3 separate regions of the Mus musculus genome follow, and regions 1 and 3 are each linked to region 2. Evidence: chromatin contacts called from public promoter capture Hi-C data. All regions are on one chromosome and are shown on one strand. Each heading gives the region's core, a stretch centred on a gene start, on an enhancer-like site or on the middle of the called end of the contact. The rest is flanking DNA. Distances are from core to core; before and after follow the strand shown.

What was found. Promoter capture Hi-C pulls out the DNA fragments that hold promoters and counts their contacts.
Region 1: a promoter capture Hi-C map of liver shows a contact between it and region 2, with 2.6 times the contacts expected there. The contact joins the promoter of Anpep here to the promoter of Nmb in region 2. A contact is called at or near these places in 3 of 39 promoter capture datasets (liver and pre-B cells).
Region 3: a promoter capture Hi-C map of neutrophils shows a contact between it and region 2, with 4 times the contacts expected there. The contact joins the promoter of Ticrr here to the promoter of Nmb in region 2. A contact is called at or near these places in 2 of 39 promoter capture datasets (neutrophils and pre-B cells).

The regions. Positions count from the first base shown.
Region 1 is chr7:79,846,620-79,849,727 of GRCm38.p6, forward strand. Anpep (alanyl (membrane) aminopeptidase) reads right to left here and starts at 1,591. Exons shown (of 21, transcript NM_008486.3): 1 at 1,526-1,591.
Region 2 is chr7:80,903,688-80,906,503 of GRCm38.p6, forward strand. It overlaps Nmb (neuromedin B), which reads right to left and starts at 1,375. Exons shown (of 3, transcript NM_026523.4): 1 at 1,134-1,375; 2 at 447-619. The coding sequence starts at 1,290.
Region 3 is chr7:79,658,654-79,661,507 of GRCm38.p6, forward strand. Ticrr (TOPBP1-interacting checkpoint and replication regulator) reads left to right here and starts at 1,543. Exons shown (of 22, transcript NM_029835.1): 1 at 1,543-2,349. The coding sequence starts at 1,687.

The DNA of each region.
Region 1 (3,108 bases), core at 341-2,840, 1.1 Mb before region 2:
CCTTTGTGAGCCAGAGCAGTGTCCCTGTGGGGCAGGGACAGAGGGGCTTTGTAGGGCAAGCGAAGTGCACTAGTCATACAGTCCCACACTTTCTTTGATGGAAGTGGCTTTAAAGGCCACAAGAAGGACAGATTCCCTTCAGTCAGACCATGATCAGGAATGGGGAACTGTTCTGAGAAGTGATACTCATAAGACGGGGGTCAGCAGAAACTGCTACAAACACAGTTCTGCAGAGGCCTTGCCCTGCCCTCATAGGTATAATCTATAGGATCCCTCAGCCTGAGGTGAGTGGCTACCAGCCTGCTGGGATTCTGGGCTGAAGGGCGAGCACCTTGCAGCGGCCCCCTCAGGAACTCTGCAGGGTATGCATGTGACCCTAGGTTCAAATCCTGTGGAGTTGGGGGAGAGTACCATAATCAAATCCAGAGGCTGAGGCAGGAGGATTGCCTAGAGATCCAAGCCAACCTAAGCTATACAGCTCATTGCTCAGGTATTCCACAATCCACCGTAGCCACAGTCCTAGTTCCTGTACCTGGCCTGTCACATGTAGGAAAAGCTCCCTTCCCCATGGGGAATTGTGGCCAGTCTTCCTGTTTGGTGCCGGGCCACCTCCTTCTTACTAGCCACCCACGCTGACAGAGGTGGGAGGCCACCTGCTCCAAGTTCTACTTTCACAAATAAACTGGCCAAGGTCCTGACATCCCTAGACCTCAGATCCATCAGTCACAGAAGTGCCCTGAAATCTCCCAACAGCACATGTCACTGGTATCCTCAGAGCAGGATTGGGTTTTAAGTCACCAAAGCCCAGACTCTCCAGGGCAGGCAGCCTGCCTTATTGGAGGTAGTCTATTTGGAAAGACCCCTCTGCTGAAAAAGCTTGGGTTGCCACCAGCTCTGCTCTCTGGAGGCCACCGCAGCAGAATCCTGGTGCGCATCCAGGAGGCATGCCTATCTATGCATGGGACGAGCACAGCAACCGAGGGTCTAGGATAAAGTCTAGTTCCCGTCTCCTCACAGAGGCTGGGGCACAGGGCCAGGGCCGCCGCTCTAACCCGACTGGGACTGTAGAGCAGAAACATGTGTCTTTGCTCCGTGACTTCCAGGGGTCAGCGTGCACCTTCTGTTCCACTCGCGCCATCCCTAGTCCTCTATACTTCAGCCATTCTGTATCCTCTCATCTCTGGCTCCGTCCTCTATGTGTCCCTCACCACCCGCCCTCTAACCCTTGAGTCTGGCCACCAGACTCCAGCTACCGTTCCTGGGCTCCAGCCACCCCTTTTTCTCCAGGCCTGGCCATCTTCTGTCACCAAGGCCGGAGCTTCCCTCGGAGCCCTGCAGACACCTGGAGGCCAAGAGCCGCTGGCACCCTCGGGGACTCACTCCAACAGCTTCGGCAGCTCCCGGACCTCAGTTTACCCATCTGAGTAGGGGCAGAAGCTTCAGTTGGCTCCCGCACCCCAGATGCCAAGCCCCACACCCGGTGTCCCCAAACTTCCGCAGCCCATGGCTGCCTTCCCACACTTGCCTAGGACTGCACGCTTCTCCGAGCTGCTCCTGCCTCGCCTCCGCCCGCCTGCTCTGGCGGGTTAAAGGGAAGTAACCCGAGCCCACCACCGCTCCGCCCGAACTACACCCGCCCCCCCCCACCCGGCTCCGCCCGCGCTCCTCCCCGCCTGCACGCAAACAGCCGCTCCCCCGACGGTGCGGCCCCTGGCCCCCAGCGCGCCAGACCCAGACCTCTCGCCCTCACCCACCCACACTTCGCGCCGCCGCTGTCCCAGTGTCTCGCCCACCACATCTGGGAGACATCTGCAGCTGGAGGGAGGGGCTCACAGCCTCAAAAGTTTACAGGATAATCCCCACAGTTCTGGAGGCTTTCCACAGAACTTAATCTGATTATCTTTTCTTCTTCTTCTTCCTTCTTCTTCTTCTTCTTCTTCTTCTTCTTCTTCTTCTTCTTCTTCTTCTTCTTCTTCTTCTTCTTCTTCTTCCTCCTCCTCCTCCTCCTCCTCCTCCTCCTCCTCCTCCTCCTCCTCCTCCTCCTCCTCCTCCTCTTCCTCCGAACTTATTATGTAGTCCAGGCCAAGCTCAAACTAGCAACAATCCTGCTTCACTGCTACACTTTTTCCATGAGCCTGGATCATCCACCAATTCTAACTTTTTCTTCCTTTCTCTTTCTCCCCTTCCTCCCTCTCTCCCTCTCTCCCTCCCTCCCTTATTTTCTTCTAGTACTGTGGTTTAAGTCCAGTGCCTCATGCGTACTAGATAAGTGCTCAGCCGTGAGCTACATCCTCAGCCCTTTTCTTTTTTCTTTTATTTCTTTTTAAAGGAAAGGGCTCACTGAATCATCCAGGCTGACCTTGAACTCACTGTAGCCCAGACTGACCTTGACTTCAGCCTCTCCAGGCCAAGCTCTGGCTAACTCTTGACACCTAGGCTGTCTTCAAGAAGTCAAAGTTATTAGAAGCCTCTAGCAAATAAAGGATTGCATCCAGGAGTTTATGCTTCTTGTCCCCATTCCGCTTCGAGATACTGTGTGTTCCAGGGCACTCCCTCCCTGGGCATCTTTTTTATTGGCAATTCAGGGTACCATTTCTATTAGTTTCCTATTGCTGCTATAATAACACAAACTTTAAAAGACACATGCTTATTCTCATACTGTTTATAAATCAGACTCACTGTACTGAAACTCGGGGTGTCCGTGGGAAGCTTCCCTTCTGGAAGCTCTAAGAGAGAGCATCTTTGTCTTTTCCGATGGCTAGAGGCACCCACATTCCTTGGCTTGAGGCCACCTTTGGAGCGAGGAGTGACCGGTGCTTCAACTCTCGGCTTTGTCATTCTGATACTGACTGGCTTCTCCCATGCGATGCACCCATATAATTCAAGGTGATCTCCCTGTTCCAAGGGAGACCCTGAGCTGTCGAACCCCATACCTCTACTTACCTGTAGGAACTCCGGTTTAGAGGCATCGTAAATGATGTCCTCTCTACATTCCCATCCTCTCCATTGCTAGACAGCTTAGCTCTACTCTTGCCCTACCTCATGGCCAGGGGGTTGCTATGCGATTGCCCTCCTACTGAGTCACACCTTGTCCCAGACTAGCCTTGT
Region 2 (2,816 bases), core at 125-2,624:
GCAGAGCCTTTACTGTCAGGAACACTGGCATTGGGAAGTGGATGGGAGACTGGAAAGCAGGCTGGTTCTGAGGTGTCACCACTGGTCACTTCCCTTCCACCTCAAGGCCGTAGGGATCACAGCTTGGGACACAAGCACAGCCTGGCATGGCAAAGGTGGGCTTGGCTAATGACAGCTGGGGTGGACAAGGCTGTGTGGCCTGGAGAACACTCTATTTAAGAGCTAGAATACTCCTAGTCTGCGACGTCAGACTGGGGATGGGCAAGGAGGAACTTTTTCCCCCATGTAGTCTGGCTGCTGCGTCATTTTCCAGTCTTTGGGATATTCCCCCTTTGAGCCCTGGGACCTTGGCTTTCTGGAATCCATTACCGTCTGGCTAGGCAGTCCCACCCTGAAGACATGCTGGGCAGCAATTCTTCCATGCTGGTACTGGGGAGGGGGCTTACCTGGATTGGGGGAGCTGGGCCACTGAAGTTCATGCCTAGAGCTTTCTTTCGCAGGAGGATCCTGAGCAGATCATGACTCAGCTGTAGTCTCTGGTCCCTCGGGGTGTTAGGGGGTGCTGTCCCCACCAGTGACAGGCTCGGGGGTTCCAGGCTCTTCTTGCCCATGAAGTGACCTAAGAAAGGAGGTGCCAAGGTACATGGGAGCTCAAGATGAGGACCCCATCACCACAGCAAGCTCTGGTCTAGTCGACCTTTCGGCTCTCACAGAGGGAAGACAAGAAACATTATCCTCAGAAGCCACAGATCTCTGGGTGGAGGCAAAGCTGACATCCTGAGCTTTTCCTGACCCGCTGGAGGATAGAAGACGGGTAGATAGCCCAGGACCAGGGAGACTACCTGCCAGGGAAGGAAGTGGAGAAGGTGCCTCTAAATGGATGCAGAGAAGACATGAGGTGAGAAGACTTGTCAGTCTGCCTAACCGACTGGTAACCGGATCTAATCTCTGTCTTAAACTTTCTGAGTGGGTTATCTTAGCCATGTCTAGGGTCTCAAGATTCCCATCTGTTAAACTTGATGAGCCCCCCGCGACTGCAGGAGCTCCGCTACCAAGAGCCTCCAAAGTGTTGAAAAGGAAACTGAGGACCAAGGAGAATGAGGCATGCTTATAGGGGGTCCCCTAACACTTACCGGTCGCCCAGAGGTTGCCCCGAGGGTGCACTCGAATCTTGCTTGCTCGGCTGCGGGGCTCCGGGAGATCCCAGTTGAAGGGAGCGACGCCGGAAGCGAACAATGCGAAGAGCAGGAGACCACGGAGGAGCCAAGAGCTCCCTGCTTGCCGGGTCATGGCTGTGCCAAACAGGCTCTTCTCTGGCACTCTCAGGATACTAGTTCTCGAAGCCCGCCTTCCAGCCTTTTAAACTACAGTCGGGAGCGGAGCCTGCCTGAGGAGCGGAGCTCGCTCCGCCCCAGAGCCCCGCCCCGCAGGCTCCGCCCACACAGCCTTGCATCCCGGTTTCTCCTAGAAACCCACCACACTCGCGTGCTTATGGCATCGTCCCCAGCAAAGGTGGTTCCCAAGGCCACCAACACAGCTTTCTGTGTTTCCATCAAGTTGTTACTTCAGCCCTCAAAGCTTCTCCTTAAAGCTAAAGCAGAACAAGAAGCCCTGCTTTTGGCAGTCTATGTGTTTGGCATCATCCCGCAGAGGAACTCAAGAATCCTGTCACCTCCTGTCTCAAACCATCTGAGCCTTGTTTGCCCTGCTTTGTGCTCACAAATGGCACACACTGGATAACCTGGACAAGTTCTGTGCCCAGAACGGGGACAGAATTATGGGGAAGGGAGTGAGGAGCTGCCTCCTAGTAGTGGTACCCTTTAAAGGGCCTGGCTTATCATACTGTAGGTCAGATCAGTGGAAAGATTGCTGGGCCAGATGACTTCTCTAGTGTAAAACGGAAATAACCATACTACTTGTGGAGAAGCAGAACTCTGCCTTCCAGAGCTGTTCTTATTGGTCTTGGAAAGTATCTTCAGTCATCAGTGGCATCCCTGAATGATCAGGGGCAGATATGTGCTCCGACCCAGCATTGTGGGAGGGGCAGGAGGGGACACCAATTTCCTGTTCACAAGAGTTCACTTACTCATTAGAAACTAAGTCAAGGAGTGACTGATGGAATAGAGTATTAGGTCTTGGACCCTTTACTGCATCATTTGTGCTGCCTAGCATAATCTTTTTATTTTGTTTGGGACATGAGCTATGTAGCTCTCTGTCCTGGAACTCCTACATAGAACAGATTGAGTTGAACTTATAGCAAGCCTCCTGTCTCAGGTTCCTAAGTACCAGATTATAGATGTGAGCCACTCTACTTGGTTTGCTGTCTTTACTGGGTCAGTTCTTACCTTCTGCTTTGTTTGAGACAGGGTGTCCTTCTTTCTGCTGTCTGTCATATAGTCCAGTTTAGCAGGCCCACAGATTCTGGGTTATTCTCCCATCCATCTCTCTCATCTCACCACAGGAACACTGATTGCATGTATGTGTCAGTACATACAGTTTGTCATGTGGGTTCTACCAATCTGAACTTAGCTCAGCCTTGTGGCTGCAAGTGCTTTTATCCACTTCGTCATCTCCCCAGCCTACACCTTACTTTTTGAGGCGGGGTCTCTTGCTGAAACTGGAGCTCATTGACTCAAACCTGGCTGGGCAGCAAGCCTAGGGACCCTCCTCTCTCCACCTGCCTAGCGCTGGGATTTTAGGTGCTGGCCCACACCCCTGGCTTTGCGTTTGGTGCTGGGAATCTGAACTCAGTACTCATACTTGCACGGCAAGCACTGCCTAAGCTTAGCCTTCATCCCCCAGGCCCAGGGAAGTTT
Region 3 (2,854 bases), core at 293-2,792, 1.2 Mb before region 2:
GGAAACACATATGAGGGGCTGAAGAGATGGCTCAGTGGATTAAAGCATTTGCTGCACCTCCAGAAGATCTGGGTTCGATTCCCATCATGCAAGGCTGACTCACAATCAGCTGCAACTCCAGTTCCAGGGGATCCAACACCCTATTCTGATCTCTGAGCACAGGCATGCACATGTGCAAAACGCCCATACACACACACACACACAAAAAAAAATCCACTGGCCAGAGATGAGACCAAGAGGGAGCATACTTGCTAACAACATGCCAGGCTGGGAGTTCCATCCCTAGCAACACCTCCCTGCCCCCATATACAATAAAGTTAAAAAGAAAGCGGGAGGGGGGAGGAGGAAGACACGAATGAGTGTTGGAGATGTTGGTTCAGTGCTTGACTGTCCAGCATTCAGGAAGTCTTGGGTTTGATCCCCAATACCCCATAAACTGCGTTTGGTGCAGGGGCATGTCTACAGTCCCAGAACTAGGAAGGTGGAGGCAGGATGATCAGAGAAGTACAAGGTACAGTTTGAGGCCAATTTGGAATATAAAAGAAAGTCACAAAAACAAACACACAACAAAAACAAGTAAAACAAAACCAAGACTTCAGAAAACACTAATCTACTGAATGGATGAGCTGTAAGAAGGCGGGTGCTGGAAATCGGACGTTCTAGTGTTTTTTTCTGCACCCATTGGACTGGCTTGCGTACTCTCTGGTGTGTTCACTCCTTAGTTTGTAAAACAGCCTCCCCAGGTGCTCTGCAGACGTCTGATTAGGTATCTTTATATTACATTTTCCTACCTAGGACCCGTATTGCTCTTCTGTCACTTCTCTTTCTTCCCGAAAACACTTCCCTGCCTTCCAGACCTTTACAATAGAGTATCCGAGGTCCTTCCACTATGCTCCAGCCTTGCTAAGTAGCCCCTGCTGGCTTGGAACCTGCGATCCTCCTACCTCCGTCCCTCGAGTTTGAGGATTATGAAATGTTCCTTTCGTCTTTTACAGAAAAAAAAAATTAAGCCCTCCGTCATAGGCTAAAAGACTTAAGAGTAGTCTAAAGTGAACTTGACTCAAGCATCCTAAACCCCTCACTGTGCACATCCCAGGCTTCAGGGTTCTAGTAAACACGCCCCGCCTTCCGCAGGCGACACACACACTCACGTACGCGCGCGCGTGTACAGACACACACACACACACACACACACACACACACACACACACACACACTCACTCACACTCACACTCACACACTCACACTCACACACTCACACTCACACTCACACTCACATCTGCGCACAGTAGCCCAAACGAAGGCTTCCGCGCCCACCGCCACGCCCCCGAAGTACCGCCTCTTTAAATTTTAAAACGAAGGCTCAGGCCAATGAGAACTACATTTCTCCCGGAACTCAGCGCCCCGCCCACCGCCACACCCTCCACCAATCAAGCGGAGGTCTTCCACACGCCTTCCAGTTAGGGTTAAAGAGGGAAGTGCTTACGTAACTTACGTTCAGCCTGCAGCCAATAGGAGCCGAGTTTGGGTACCAGCTCCTCCAATAGCTGCAGCTGTCGGAGAGCGCGGGAGCCTTCGGAGCAGGGCCTCAGAGAAGCGGGCAATGGCGCTGGTTCTCTGAAGAGAGTGCTTTACCTCAGGAAGGGCCACGCGCGGCCGGGCAGAGGGAGTCCCGTGGCGGCCGAGATGGCCTGCTGTCACAAAGTGATGCTGCTGGTGGACACAGCGGGCGTCTCTGCTCCTCATAGCCCGGCCCGACGCGCCGCCCTCCGGCTCCTCACTTACCTGAGCTGCCGCTTCGGCCTTGCCAGGGTCCACTGGACCTTCAAGTTCTTCGACTCTCAGGGGGCACGGAGCCGGCCCTCCCGCGTGTCCGACTTCCGCGAGCTGGGGAGCCGCTCCTGGGAGGACTTCGAGGAGGAGCTGGAGGCCAGGCTGGGGGATCGCCCTCCCGGAGCTCACCTGCCGGGCCCGACGCCCAGAGCCACCCACACGCACGGTGCCCTGATGGAGACGCTGCTCGACTACCAGTGGGACCGGCCGGAGATCACGTCGCCCACCAAGCCGATCCTGCGGAGTAGCGGCAGGAGGCTGCTGGACGCCGACGGCGAGGCCAGGGAGGCCCAGGCCGCGCTCGGGGGCTTTGGGAACGCCGTCTTCCTCCTGGCGCCCTGTCCTCACTCGCAGAGGGAGCTGCTTCAGTTCGTGTCCGGGTGCGAGGCACAGGCTCAACGCGTGCCGCTCACCCCCAAGCAGGTGATGGAGAAGGTGTTGCCCAAGAGAGTCCAAGAGGTTATGATCGCCCGAAATATCACCTTGTACTGGGTGGACACCACCGAGCGATCTAAGGTAAGGTGAGAAGCAGTCTGGATCCGGTCCGCAACTCCCCGACAGCTGAACTTGTCAGGCTCCGTAAAGTGCCACAGACCCAGAATGAACCCCGTGTGCCTTCCGAGGGAAACCCTTGCGGGTCGCAAAGGACAGCGTTCCTCCAACAAAATGGGTAGATTCTGGGTACCTATTAAATCCGAGTGTGGAAGAGCCTCTGCGCTTTGGTACCTGGGTGCTTTTGCGTCCTTAGTTTTGCTACACAGCACTTGTATTCCAGCATGGTGGAAGCCTGGTTCAGCCAGGCTACAGGACTTGGCCGCTTGTTTTGTCTAGTGCTGCTGTGTCTTCCTGGACCTCTAATCCTCTCCCTCTGAGGCAGTAGAAACCTCTCTTAACCTTTGTTGTTGGCCCGGCCTGATGACGCCCCAGCCCTCAGGAGGCAGAGAGGCAGGTCTCTCTCTAGTTCTAGCCTCCATCCAGGTCTATGCAGAGAGGCCCCATCTCCAAAACAAAAGCAAACCCC